Regions from separate parts of the Mus musculus genome. Here region 1 is linked to region 2. Evidence: chromatin contacts called from public HiChIP or PLAC-seq data. All regions are on one chromosome and are shown on one strand. Each heading gives the region's core, a stretch centred on a gene start, on an enhancer-like site or on the middle of the called end of the contact. The rest is flanking DNA. Distances are from core to core; before and after follow the strand shown. Region 1 overlaps Eml4 (echinoderm microtubule associated protein like 4). Region 2 has its middle 29 kb from the start of Gm24240.

The links. HiChIP or PLAC-seq counts read pairs in DNA pulled down with a chosen protein or histone mark.
Region 1: a contact with region 2 is called in an H3K27ac HiChIP or PLAC-seq map of microglia, with 3 times the contacts expected there. The contact joins two enhancer-like sites. A contact is called at or near these places in 1 of 39 promoter capture datasets (liver), 7 of 484 Hi-C or Micro-C datasets (B cells, CD8 T cells, embryonic stem cells and 4 more) and 4 of 115 datasets of contacts at active chromatin or transcription factors (the HPC-7 cell line, bone marrow-derived macrophages, microglia and 1 more).

Annotation. Positions count from the first base shown.
Region 1 is chr17:83,393,649-83,400,362 of GRCm38.p6, forward strand. The region is part of intron 1 of Eml4 (echinoderm microtubule associated protein like 4); the gene reads left to right. Among named protein-coding and RNA genes, the nearest start is that of Eml4, 46 kb to the left of the region's middle. Within about 2 kb of position 4,298, at least 147 of the 459 cell types and tissues checked have an H3K27ac peak or open chromatin away from gene starts, as enhancers often do. A contact at or near this core is called in microglia, where this site is marked.
Region 2 is chr17:83,294,972-83,302,497 of GRCm38.p6, forward strand. No RefSeq gene overlaps it. Among named protein-coding and RNA genes, the nearest start is that of Gm24240, 29 kb to the left of the region's middle. Within about 2 kb of position 2,465, at least 12 of the 459 cell types and tissues checked have an H3K27ac peak or open chromatin away from gene starts, as enhancers often do. A contact at or near this core is called in microglia, where this site is marked.

The sequences.
Region 1 (6,714 bases), core at 3,048-5,547, 100 kb after region 2:
GAGACTTTCCATGTTTCTAGCTGGTTGGCTGAATAAATGGTTATATAACATGTACCAGAGTGAAGAAGAAAGGAAAAGAAACGGGATAGAGAATAAGACTAGAGAGCAAGGCTGTCTGGACCTGAGGAATTTGAGGTCACTTCAATAGAAGTGCCCTTAGGTCTTCACCTTAAGATAAACACCTAAGACTTGTATTTGGGAACAGTATTAGCATCTAGCTGATAGCTGGAGTCTGAGAATTGATGGCTTTAAATGAGAATAAAATAGGCCTAAGCTTATACCATAGAAAAGATAGGAAACCTAGCAGGTAATATAATATAGATGCAGGAAAGGAGAAATGATCCCTCAGCAAGGACCAAGAGACAAAGGCAGAGTGCGCAGAGTGCCTGGGGATGGGCAAAGGAGTAAGGAGGGTGCTGAGAACACTGGTGGTAGGTGGGTTGGTTCTCATGGAGAAAAGCCTATTCACAGGCTTAGAGAAGGAACAAATAGTGATCTGTGCTTACAGGAAAGGGCTTGCAGCAGAGGCCCAGAAAAAGACTTTTATCTAAGAATACAGGAAAGATAATGGAAGCACAGATAAAGGTGGGTGGGTTCCATATCTGTATATCAAAACCACTGCGGACTGAGCTGGTGTGCTGGCACAGATCTGTAACCCCAGTACTCTGGAGACAAAGGCAGGTGGATTTCAGTGAATTCGAGGCCAGCCTGGTCTACAGAGCAAGTTTCTGGACAGCCAGGACTACACAGAGAGAAGCCCTGCCTTGAAAAAGAAAAGAAACAACTGCAAACTGAAAATACTGGAAGTGTGTGTTTGTCTGTGTGTGTATGCGCGTACGTGTACACGGCTGGCGTTGAGACTCGGAAAATAATATCCTCAAGTATTTTGTCATAAAGGACATTCGAGGGGCCTCACAACCAACATCTCTCTAACTTTCTCCTACCATCTTTTTTTGCTCCTCATATAAGAATATGAATTCAAGAAATAAGATTTTCAAGGTGAGTCATGGCAATCAAACCCTTGTCATAGTTAAGCTCCAGTTGTCCGTTTGACAGACTTGAGGAAAGGGAATTGCCCTTCAGATTGGCTTGTATATTTTCACTTTCTTAATGGCTAAGAGATGATGGAGGGTTCAACCTACTGTGGGTAGCAACATCCCTAGGTAGATGGGTGTGAGCTGTATAGGAAAGTTAGCTGAGCAAGCCAGGGGAAGCATATGCAGTTCTTGCCTTGGTTTCCCTTTAATAATGGACAGTAACTTGTGAGCTGAGGAAAAAAACAGCCTTTCTCTCCCCTGCACCCCCACAAAAAAGGGAAAACTAGGACTAATCCCCTTTCTCCAAAGCAGCCCATAATGCTTATAATTACCTGTAACTTTCTCCCCACCTTTCTGTATAAGATCTGACCATGGAGAAATTCTGGCCAATCTTACTTCATAGTAGATAACAAGACTCTTATTCCAAAGTGATCCCGTCATATACCTGGAAGGCAGGCAGGCAGGCAGGCAGGCAGGCAGGCAGGCAGGCCGGCCGGCCTAAGACAAAGAAGGATGGGCTTTGCTACATTCAGCTCGTACCCTTTTCATCCAATAGCATAATGACGGGGTATATTCTTCATTAAAAAAGAGTTTTCCTTGGGCCTTTGACTCTTCGGTATGAAGGTCTTCTTTCACATTAAGTTGATTAAGTAGATGTGTTATTCTTCTGCTGATCTTTCCTTAGCTGACTCTGTCTGTGGTGACAGGGAGGAAGAGACTGTTCCAGTCTCTCACGTCACTGTAGGGTATTAGCACTACACTTTTCATTTCTCATTTCTAATGAGCAGATTGCTGGGGATGAAAACATTTTAGGTTCTGGTACAAAAGCAGCTTGTGAAAATCAGGGTTTATTTGGGTTCCTGATGTGACGTTATGGTCTGTCATGGTGGGAAAGGCATGATGACAGTATCTTGAAGTAGCTGGTCACATTGCATCTACAACCAGGAAGCAGGGGGAAGTGTTGATACTCAAGTCTACTTGTTCCCTTTTATTTAATCCTGAACCCCAGCCCATGGAGTGTAAGTAGCTCCACCTACACTCAGGGAAGAAGGGTCTTCCTGTGTCAGCTCAGCTTAGAAATGCCGGCATCCAGAGGGTTTGTCTCCAGTGATGACCATGCAACTAACTGTCACAGTTCCTTTCAGCACCTTGTCCCCTTCTTCTTCCTTCTCTCGTCTTACCTCCCCTCTCTTCCTCCCTTTCCTCTGTTCCTTCTCTTCCTCTTCTCCTGTTCTCTTGCCACTGTTTCCAGCTCTCCCTCCTTTCTCCTGGGTTTCCTTCCCTCATTCCTTTCCCCTCTTCCTTCACTGCCCACTTCTCCTTTTCTTTTGATCCACAATCAGTCTAATTAGTGCTATGCCATACTCTGCCACTAGACCAGCCCTTTTCTTTGGCATCTTGAACAACTTTTAGATACAGTATTCATATACTTGAAAGAGTTTGTATAGGTCTTTCAGGAGGGATGTCCAACAAAGTAGATAGTAGATAGTTCTCAAACATAGTAACTAAGAGTAGGAGCCTAGCTTTCTGGCCCAAACTCAGATTTATTTGAGAAGAAAGAATTACCAATCTAATATAATCTATAAGTAAATTATTAGTACTCTTATCTTATCAAATTGATGTGGAGAAAAAGGTTGGTTGTGTCATACTGCAGAAGAGAAAGAAGTGGTTTTGCTAATCCTAGATAGAAAGCACTTCTTAACTTCAAGAGGCTGTCATCATGCAGTTTAAAGAACTATAGAACCAGCTGAAATTGGGAGGTTAAAGTTAACATACAACTGCTTCTGGCTCCCTGGGAATCATTATTAAGAATCTGAAGGCTTCCTAATTTGTGATGACTCAGACGCACTCCGCAGCTCACTTAAGTCTCATTAGTCTCTCCATTGCTTACCTATTGATGATCTGTACCAGTTGTTAATCAGAACAGTTGCTTTCTGAATTCTTATTGTAGAATACTCTTTTAAAGGCTCCCACTTTCCCACAAGGTTATTGGAAATAAATGTAGGTGGTTTTCCACATTCCACTTCTATCAGCTTACAGATTCATTGATCCTGTGTAGTCTCCTCTCCTTCACAGCTCTGCATGTTCCGTTTGGGTTACGGTTCATTTATTAACTATTTTTTTGTGTGTGAATGTGTTTATAGCAGTCATATTACTTGTGTTTATTTTGGGTTGGTATAGGTTTTTTGTAAATACAAAGTTTTAAAGTAACAAATTGAAGAAAATCCTCTGCCACCTTCAATACTTTTTTGTGAATCTGTTGTTTAGTTGACTTCAGAAGTGCTCACACAAAAAATACATTGTAACTCTTTCTCCCTTCCTCACTTCTTCCCCTCACCACCACTCCCCCCCCCCCTTCAGAGGTGCCTCTGTAATAACAGCCTCTCACATGAAAAAAAAACCATTATATTCATTGTCACCTGGCTTTACATGGTGTGAGACAGACTGAAATATCTCTGACTTTACGTTACTTGTCAGCATCAATGGTTTAAAATGAGTGTATACAAGCAGTCGTGAATTGTTTTATCTTATAGATTAATTGATACTACTATAGCTTGTAACATTTTAAAATAATTTTGAAAATGACTTAATTATGTTTATTAGTGAAATGGTTATATCATATATAGTCTAAATATTTAGGTTTTAAAATTAATGAAAAGTGATTATTCTTTATGCTCCAAGTGGGTTTCATTTTAAACAAAAGCAAAAGGAAGAAGGAAGTGTGACCTGCCACTGCACGCACAGTGTTTATTTTTATTTCCTACCCAAAAAAATGATCACTTTTGTACTTCTGAAGTGGTATTTATAGAAATGGTACTGTGTTGCAGTTTCAGAAGAAGGAGAACTTGGGTTTGGATTTGAAGCTGTGGATGAGGAGCAGCTGAAGCACCCAAGCCTCCAACCAGCCTCAAGCCAGCGCATGGCTGTGGCAATCACGTCTGTTAGCTGTCTCTGTGGCCTGAGGCAGTTCTGTTTCCTGTTTGCTTGCTCTCCTTCAGCTTCTTTGTGTCACTTTATCAATGAGCAGAAAACTTTTAGCTCAGAGAGCAAAGGGACAGGAGAGGGACTGTCTTAAGCATGTTTTACTTGTGTCAGCCTAGATGGGCTTTGTGATAGGCCATCTGGATGGAGAGGATTTCCTCAGAATGTCAAGTATGTCGTGAGATTTTGAGCTGGGGTTTTCTTGCAGTGTCCGGAAAGGCAGCAGGAAACAGGCAGAAATGCTAAGAGCGGAAGACAGCTTGCCAGTGGCTTCAGTGTGTGATTCCTGTATGTAGAAGAGTCCTGTCTGTCACACTTGACTTGCTTGAACAAAAGAGGCTGGAGGTGGGGACTAATCAAGATCCTGTTCTTCCCTGCACTCTTAAGTGTGCCCGAAAAGAATGGCATAAGTGTTGGCCTAAGTGCTCTGAGTACTTAAAACTGCTCACTTTATAACAAGTGTGTGCTACACGGTTTTCTTCTCCTAAGAAGCATACTCTTCTTAGATATTAATTAGATATTAATCCTTTCTCAAGAATAATATATTACATAAGTTAGTTATGTAATGTACTATTATCCTTGAGAAAAGAATAGAAAGCACTAGCTTTTCGTGGACAGCAATTTAAAATAGTGCCTCCTAAAAAATCAGATTGTATATTTCATCCTCAGTCAGGTCCAACCAAAGCCCTCATGGAAACAGAATTATCTGCACATATTTTAAATTTTGTATTGGATTAATGATAGAATAGTTACTATTTTTTTGAAACTAGGTACCATCCTTGGATTACAGTAGTAAAATGACCTTTTTTCATGTTTTTTTTTTAATTAAGATATTTATTTGTTTTATGTATGTATGCTCTATCTGCAATTATACCTATGTGCCAGAAGACGGGGCATCAGATCCCATTGTAATTGGTTGCAAGCCACCGCATGATTGCTGGGAATTGAACTCGGGGACCTCTGGAAGAGCAACCAATGCTCCTAACTGCTGAGTCATCTCTCCATCCCCCTTTTTCATTTTCTTAAACACAATTTTTTGTGTTATATGCTAGATGACTTTTAGTGACAATAGCTTACAAGGGAAAAGCAGTCTTTTTTAAAGTAGATAAGTGTGTCTCAGTGTTCTGTTGCTGTGAACCATGGCCAAAACAACTCTTCTGAAAGAAAGCTTGGAATGAGGGGCTTCCGTACTGTCTCAGAGGTTTAGTCAATTATGCTCATGGTGGGGAGTGTGATAGCATGCAGGCAGGTGCTGGAAAAGAAGCTGAGAGCACCTGGTCCTCCAGCAAGGCCACACCTCCTAAGTAGTGTCACCCCATGGTAACTAAGTATTCAAATATATGAGCCTGTGGGGACCATCCTTATTTAAACCACCCAAAGTATTATTTCACTTTCAAAATCAGAAAGGAGTCTTGCTTTTGTTATCATTGTATTGTTAAACAGAGGTAATGAATATTACTGATTACTACAAATTTAAAATACCTGAGTTTTAAAATATTATTTAGTTAAAAACTCTTCTTCTAGAAGATTTTTACTTCGGAAATAAGATATTCAGATTAGTAAGAAACATTAAACCCTGCCCGAGTGTGTCTATATGTGCATTTGTGTTTCCAGCATAGACCTTTTCCTTTGGTTTGTTGTTTTGTTTTTAAATTTGTTTATTTTATGTGTATGAGTACACTGTGGCTGTCTTAAGACACACCTGAAGATCTTATTACAGATGAGCCACCATGAGGTTTCTGGGAATTGAACTCAGGACCTCTGGAAGAGCAACCAGTGCTGTATGTGTGTGTGTGTGTGTGTGGTGTGTGTGTGTGTGTGTGTGTGTGTGTGTGTGTGTGTGTGTGTGTGTGCGCGCGCGCGCGCACGCTTTCCTTACAGTTATTTCCTGGAATTAATCTTAGCTATTGCAGAATGCAAATTGGCATTGACTCTTTGATATAGAGTTACATCATTTCTGACTCTCTGCAGACGTATTTAATGACAACCCAGTCCGGTTAATAGTCAAACAATAAAGGTAAGTTGCTGGGTGATGAAGAAGTGCCTCTGCCAGTAGGGAAAAAACAAACTTCTGTATCTCTTTCTCCTTTTTTCCCCCTGTTCCACTAACTGGCAAATTAGTTATAGATTTTGTTGTGTCTTTAAGAGGAGGTATTTGAAGGCCTTGGAGTACTTTGTAATGATTCCATACCTCTCGTTACTGGTAATATGCATTGAATATCATATTTATAAGTTTACAGAAGGATTTTCACTTAATTGAACAAAAAAGTCCATAACATAATTTTACTTTACTCTTTGGGGTCCCTCCAAGCCTCATGCCAGCAGAGGAAGGATTCTCTGTGCAAGAAGGAGACCCTGGTCAGCGCTCCTCAGTAGCTGGTGCTAGTTCAAACTTCCAGTCTTGACACTAGACAGTTAATCTTAGACATATTTAAGTACAGTACAGTACAGTTTGGGAGAAAAGTTTCCTGGTAACAATGATCTCAACCCCACGTTCACAAAAAAACTTAAAGTGTAAAACTCTTTTGTCAAGCACATTTGACTTGTAGAGTGAAGATGGGTTCTGTAAGGGCCTGGGATCTGGTGTGCTGTCTGACTGAGACAGCTTAGAGGAGAGCAGGCTATCACGTGACATTCCCTACTAAGGGTGGTGTATTGTCTAAGAAACAGCGCTTAAGATAAAGCTCTGGGGAGG
Region 2 (7,526 bases), core at 1,215-3,714:
ACACAAATGTTGTTACAAAGACTCTCCAGAAAAAGGGTAAGAATCTAACCAACTGCACTTCCGTGTGTCTGCGCATGCAGGTGCCCAGGCCTGTGTGTGTGTGTGTGTGTGTGTGTGTGTGTGTGTGTGTGTGTGTGTGTGTGAAGGGCAGAGGTTGGTGTTAGGCATCTTTTCTATTGTTCTCCATCTCACTTATTGAGACAGAGTCTCTCACAGAACCTGGAGCTCCAGCCGGCTCAGCCAGGCTGTCTGGGCAGTAAACCCGCAGGGTCTGCCAGTCTCCATCCCCACCAACCTCTGGAGTTGCAGATGTCTGTGTATGTCCTGGGCCGTTGTTAGGTGGATTCTGGAGATCTGAACTCAGGTACCCATGCTGGACAATGCCCAGCAAGTGGGTTCTTCTTCTTATCAAATGAATGAGCATATATTTACATAAGGAAGAGAATTCTTGACTGGGTAATTGAAGGCAGTGCTAAGAAGTTGCCTCACTTTGATTTGAATGATCTTTTTTCAATTGAGGGTCATAATGTTGCTTCATGGTGTCCCTGAGATGACTCTAGAAGGTCACTTGCCTTAAGATTCAACTAGCTGCATCGGTGCCTCCTGGGAAAAGCAGTCCCCATGCAGTCTTGGGTCCACCATACTCTTGAGTGCCTCACAGCTAGGATCTCTGGGTGATTCATAAGCACACAGAGGGTTAAAGTATGCTACTCTAAGTCATCCCCCTGCCTCTTAGCAAAACCGGACACACGGATAGGCCAGCTTCACCCGGCCAATGTCAGAGTGTTTTAGAGTAACCTTTTTGAGTCCTTGAGAGGAAAGAGGAGATAAGCTTATTTAAGGGAGTCTCATTTTGCTCACAAAGGCAACAACCTTGTCAATCCATTTGAGTATCTATTCTTAGAAGCACTGAAGATCGGGTCAGAGGAAAGGAAGCCCACAATGGATTCGGATAGCAGCCATGGACAGAGCAAGAGCTGTACAGAAGCTTAGCCCATGGAAGGGAAGAGGAGTCTTATCAGATCCAAAATTGTCTCAGCACTGTAGATGATTTACGACTCTAGGAGCTTAAAGGCTTGAGGCTCTGGCTGTACTTCATTTCCGAGTAGGAACTTTTTTATCTAGTGCTTCCCTAGGACCTGAAACGAATGCCTTGGAAATGCTACAGTGACGTGCCCAGAGGATTGGAACTTTCATTCTGTAGCCGCCCTGTGTGCTTCACGCTCACAGCAGGGCTGGGCGGGCTCTTACAGGAGACCACTCTCTGCGGGTTGATGGCAGCTCAACTTTTGAGCAGAAGCTGAAGGACTTTGGAGAGTGATTGTGTGCGTGTTCTAGAGAGCCCGCCCCCCCCCAATTTAGCTACATGGTGGAATCGCCTGCCTAGCCTGTGTCTGTCTGTCTGTCTGTCTATCTGTCTGTCCATCTGTGTCTTTGTGTACCAGGTGTTATTCCTTGGGTGACACCCACCCACTTATTTTTTGGGACAAGGTCTTTTCATTGGCCTAGAGCTTGCCAATTTTGGTTAGGTCATCAAGCCTCAGAGACCCACCCATTTCTACCTACTCCCACACCCAGCTTTTTTTTTTTTTAATTTATTATTATACATTTGTGATACACTGTAAGCTGTCTTCAGACACTCCAGAAGAGGGCATCAGATCTCATTATGGATGGTTGTGAGCCACCATGTGGTTGCTGGGATTTGACCTTCGGAAGAGCAGTCAGTGCTCTTAACCACTAAGCCATCTCTCTAATCCCCCCACCCCAGCTTTTTTAAAAACCGTGCTCTGCTCCAGGTTGTCTTACGCTTCGCTGCTGTGCCTCCCTACCCTGTCCACAACCTCTGACCTGCTTTACTTCACTATAGATTCATTTCATTTTCTAGGATGCTATAGAAATGGAACCATCTTATTGGTGTACAGGTTTGGGGGAGGTAGGGGTTACCTTACTGACCTCTTTCCATCTGTGTAATTTTTCTGAGGTTTACCCATATTACAGGTATTCAACGTATGTCCTTTTGTTGCTAATATGTCATTGTACAATGCTACAGTTGGTGTGACCGTTTGCTGCTGAAACACATTTGGAATGATTCTCCTTTGGGACAGTTATGAGTAATGTACTAAAAACCCTCATGTACAGATAAAGATGTGTTCATTTTCTAACATTTGAGTAAATGAAGTAGAAACTTAAGGGTTCTTTGGAAAGTTGTGTTGGATGGTGTTTTGCTGGGGCGAACACATGAAGGAGTGTTTTCCTGAAGTGGACACAGGCGAAAGGATGTTCTGCTAAAACAAGCATGTGAAAGGACATGTGGTGAAAGACTTTGCTAACAACACTCCTGTATTGCTCCACCTTACACTGTGTAGCTGAGCTCCTTTTGTCAGGACTCCATAGAGAGACCTGCCTCAAAAAACTGGTGGTGGTGCACTGCAGCTTTTTGCCAATTCTGCAGACTCCAGCTGATTGGCAGAGTGATGTCAGCTGAGACAGACTCCTGTGGTGAGGCAAGACTGGTGGAGGACACGGGATGTTTGGGGGGAGTATAACTAGGACTCAAAGGCCAGGGAGAGGCGCCTGCCTTGCTTATAGAGCCAGCTGTACATAGCTTCTTCTTCTTCTTGCATCTTAACTGATCTTCGCTTTCTGGCGTTCCTGTTGGTCTTGGTTCCTCCTGCTGATTCATGCTAATTCTGCTAAGGCCTGGCTGTCTCTGCTAGGTAGTGCCACCACGGCTGCTTCATGTTTGCCATCCAGACATTACTGGGACTGGACTGCTGGTATATCCATGAAGTGTTTGTGAGTGTATCAAGCTGCTGCTGCTGCTGACCTGTGCTGGTTTCCTGACGGCTCAGATGGTATTTGCTCCAAAGGACCATTTCTAAACAGGTCCACTTCCCTTGTTTCCTCTCTTTTCCACTACCTCTGTTGGGTAGCAGGCTAGAAGGGAAGTTAAAGCATGTAAGAGCCATCATTTAAAGTAAACTTTGGGGCTGGAGAGATAGCTCAGTGGTTAAGAGCACTGACTGCTCTTCCAAAGGTCCTGAGTTCAAATCCCATCAACCATCTGTAATGAGATCTGGTGCCCTCTTCTGGTGTGTCTAAATACAGCTACAGTGTACTTACATACAATAATAAATGAATCTTTTTTTAAAAAGGTAGACTTTGAAAAAATTTAAGTTCCAAGTAAATATGAAGATGTGGCAATGATAAGTATATTTACTTTTATTTGTTTGTTTGTTTGTGACAGGATTTTTCTCTGTATATCCCTGACTGGTCTGGAACTAGCTCTGTAGATTAGGCTAGACTCCAACTCAGAAATCTGCCTGCCTCTGCCTCCCAAGTGCTAGGATTAAAAGTGCCCACCATCACTGCCCAGCCATAAGTTTATTTTTATTTTTTTAGAGAAACTGCCAAACTGTTTTTCAAAGTAGTTGTACCATTTCACTTGCCCAGCAAGTGTGAATGAGTTTCAGTCACTCCACGAGCCCTCTGGAAGCTGATATGCTGATATTTCTCTTACTTAAGGTTTATTTATGTATATGAGTGCTTTATTTACATGTATGCCTGAATGACAGAAGATGGCAGCAGATCCCATTACAGATGCTTGTGAGTCACCATATGGTTGCTGGGATTTGAATCAGGACCTTTGGAAGAACAAAGTGGTTCTCTTAACCACTGAGGCATCTCCTCAGCCCTAGCCACCTGTTTTAGTTAATGTTTCTATTGCTTCAATGAAGCACCATGATCAAAAAACAAACAAACAAACAAACAAACAAAGAGGAAAGGGTTTATTTGGCTTAGGCTAAACTTTGCTGTATCACTGTTCATCATCAAATAAAGTCAGTAAAGGACCTCAAACATGGAAGGAGCCTGGAGGCAGGAGCTGATGGAGAGGCCATGGAGGGCAGCTGCTTACTGACTTGCTCCCCATGGCTTGCTCAGCCTGCTTTCTTATGGAGCCCAGGACCACCAGCCTAGAGGTGTCACCACCACAATGGGCTGGGTCCTCCCCTATCAATAACTAATTAAGAAAATACCTTACAGTTGAGTTTTAAGGAAGCATTGTCTCAGTTAAGTTTCCCTCTTCAGATGACTAGTCAAGTTGACATAAGACCATCACTCTACCATGTATATAATAGTAGTAGTCATTTAAATGGCCCTAATGGCCACTTGTGCAGGTTTTAACCATTAATTTAATTTAGTTACTCAATGTAATAGTACTAAGTTTATTCAGTTCAAAGTTAGCAGGTTCAAGGAAGGCACCTGCCTTCAACCTGTAGCTCCCCCATGCACAGGCACACACAGGCACAAGCACATGCATACACCACACGAAAGAAACATTTGTCTAGGGCTGGAGAGATGGCTCAGCAGTTAAGAGCACTGACTGCTCTTCCAGAGGTCCTGAATTCAAATCCCAGCAACTACATGGTGACTCACAACCATCCGTAATGAGATCTAATGCCATCTTCTGGTGTGTCTGAAGATAGCTACAATGTACTCATATGCATAAATAAATCTTTAAAAAAAAAGAAAAAGAAACATTTGTCTAGATCTTACTTAATCTGCTTTAATAATTCAAATATGTAAGGGAATTTTCTCTAGATTGCTAAAATGTATTGGCATGTGGTTTTTCATTACGTTACATACGATACTTTTTCTATCCATTGAACTCATAATGTTCCTCTCACCCCTCTGAATTGGGATTACAGATGTCAACTACCATACCTAGCTGTTGTTCATTTTGGTTTGGTTCGTGGTGGTTGTTATTGTTGTGTTGTGTTTGTTTGTTTGTTTGTTTATCAACTTACTTTTGTTTTGCTTGTTTGGTTGGTTGGTTGGGTTGTTGTTGTTGTTTGTTTGTTTTTTGTTTTTTGAGTCAGGGTTTATCCGCGTAGCCTTGGCTGTCCTGGAACTTGCTTTGTAAGCCAGGGTGGCCACAGACTCACAGAGATCCTCCTGCCTCTGCCTCTGCCTCTGCCTCTGCCTCTGCCTCTGCCTCTGCCTCTGCCTCTGCCTCTGCCTCTGCCTCTGCCTCTGCCTCTGCCTCTGCCTCTGCCTCTGCCTCTCTGCCTCTGCCTCTCTGCCTCTGCCTCTCTGCCTCTGCCTCTCTGCCTCTGCCTCTCTGCCTCTGCCTCTCTGCCTCTGCCTCTCTGCCTCTGCCTCTCTGCCTCTGCCTCTCTGCCTCTGCCTCTCTGCCTCTGCCTCTCTGCCTCTGCCTCTGCCTCTGCCTCTGCCTCTGCCTCTGCCTCTGCCTCTGCCTCTGCCTCTGCCTCTGCCTCTGCCTCTGCCTCTGCCTCTGCCTCTGCCTCTGCCTCTGCCTCTGCCTCTGCCTCTGCCTCCTCTTCCTGAGTGCTGGGACTAAAGAAGCACACCAACTCCACCTGACTTGTTTGATTTATTTATTTTTTCTTTTTTGAGAAATGGTTTCCCGTAGCCCAGACTACACACATTGAACTCTCTATGAAGCCGAGGTTGACCTTACACTCCTAACCCTCCTGCCTCTACCTCCCAAATGCTGTGCTTACAGGTATGAGCTACCAAGCCTGGCTCTTAATTTCTAATATAGGTGTTTAATGCTAGAAATGTCTTTGTGAATTTGTATCAGATGACTCTCATAAAGTTTGATTGAGTTGCTTTTATTTATTTCTAAAACCTTTTAGATTTTTCTTTTGATTTCTTTAATCTATAGTAAACATATAATTTGGTTCCAAAATAATTGACATTATCCCTGATAACTCTGTTTGGTTTTGTTTGTTTTGTCTTCTGCTGTTGCTTTTGTTTATTTGGGGTGCTGGAGGCTTAAACCAGGACTCCACACATGCTAGGCAAACATTTAGACCACTGAGCTAATCCCCAGCCCTCAGATAGCTTTCTCTTATCAGTATTTCGTTTAATTCCACTAGAATCAGAAGAATCACATTTGATTTAACCTTAATCTTTTAAAATTGCTTAAAACCGATTTTACGACCTACAAAATGCCCTCTCTGTCTTAGAAAAGTATATTTGCTGGTGTTGTGTGGAGTGTGTCCCAATGGCAGGTCAGTCAGTAGACTGACATAGTCACTCACTATAGGACAGTGCTATCATCCCATTTCCTGACGGGTTGTCTGCTCCTTGCTCTACTACGATGAGAGAAGAGGGACGAGAGAAACCTAATGAAGTCTCCCAACACATGTATGTATGCCCTCCCAGACAGGGTCTGAGACAGTCATGTGCATGAGTGATCTAAGAAGCCTACACTGAGATGGGAGGCAAGAGACAGTAAGTAGTATCCTGAGGAGCTCAGAGGTCAGCTAGCCTGGCAATAGCAGCAGTGAATAAGACACACTGCCTTGAGCAAGTAGAAACCAACACCAGAGGTTGCACTCTAACCTCCACCAGCTTGCACGCGTATGCATGTCAACACACACCACACACACACATTGTAGCTCTATTCATTTCTCCTTCGTGTTTCTTCGTATCCTCGTGACCAGGTCACATACTCACCCGGTTAATCCAGGCTCCCTGCAGGCATAAACCAGGCATCAGGATGTCTTTTTATTAATTCACCTAGGGATTTAAGTGTGCAGCCAGGTTTGTGAACCATTATCTTACATAGTCCCCATTGTAGGTTTAAGAGATTCAGGAAGTGATTCGTGAAATCTCCTTGAAGCTGGAGACAATGCTGGGCTATTCTAACCACACTGACTCTCTCATCTTATCTGTGGGCCTGCCCTTGAGGTAAGCACTGTCAGCTCCCACTGAACTGAAAATGAGTGAGACATATCTGAATGGCATCAAGCCGGGGTGGAAATGTAAGTTTCCTAACTCGAAGCCTATCATGTTTGTTTGGTTGGCTTTGCTTTTCCTGAGATGTGTGTTGATTGACTCCCAAGTCCATTTATATTTCTATCTTGACCTGCTAAGACACAATTTGGGGTTGTGGGCAAGCACTGCATCTAACCCAAACACTAATTTTCACCAGACCTACCGTAGAGTCTGTGCCCTGAAGACAATTGCAAAGTTTTTCATTTTTTCCTTCGAGGATCTAAGGCTCTTGGTTCAGCTGACCACACAGTAATCGTCAATGTGCCTTTTTCGTGTTCCATCCACAATCTAAGGTTTAAGTCATGTTGTGATTAACCCTGACACATGGGCTCTTCTCCAGAAAACCCTTCCAGGTTGCAGACAAGTCTGCCTCACTCAATTAAATACTGACTGCCAGGATCCAGATTTGGCCAGAAGCTACCCTAAAAGACATGATGAGAGAAGACTGTCTTTGAGGGGGGGGTAGATGTACTTCCTGTGGGTAAAAGTTGTTTTGTGTTACATTGTCTTTTGTTTGTGTATGTGTGTTGTGTGTTTTGTGTTACATTGGGTTGTTTTTTTTTTTTTTGAACATCTGTGTTATATATGTGTATGTGTGCCTGTTTGTATATGTGTATGTGTTTCTGAGGGTGTATGTCTTTCTGAGTGTATATGAGTATGCAGGTGTGCATGTGGAAGACAGAAGTTGATGCTAGGTGTCTCCCTCTCTAACGCTCTAC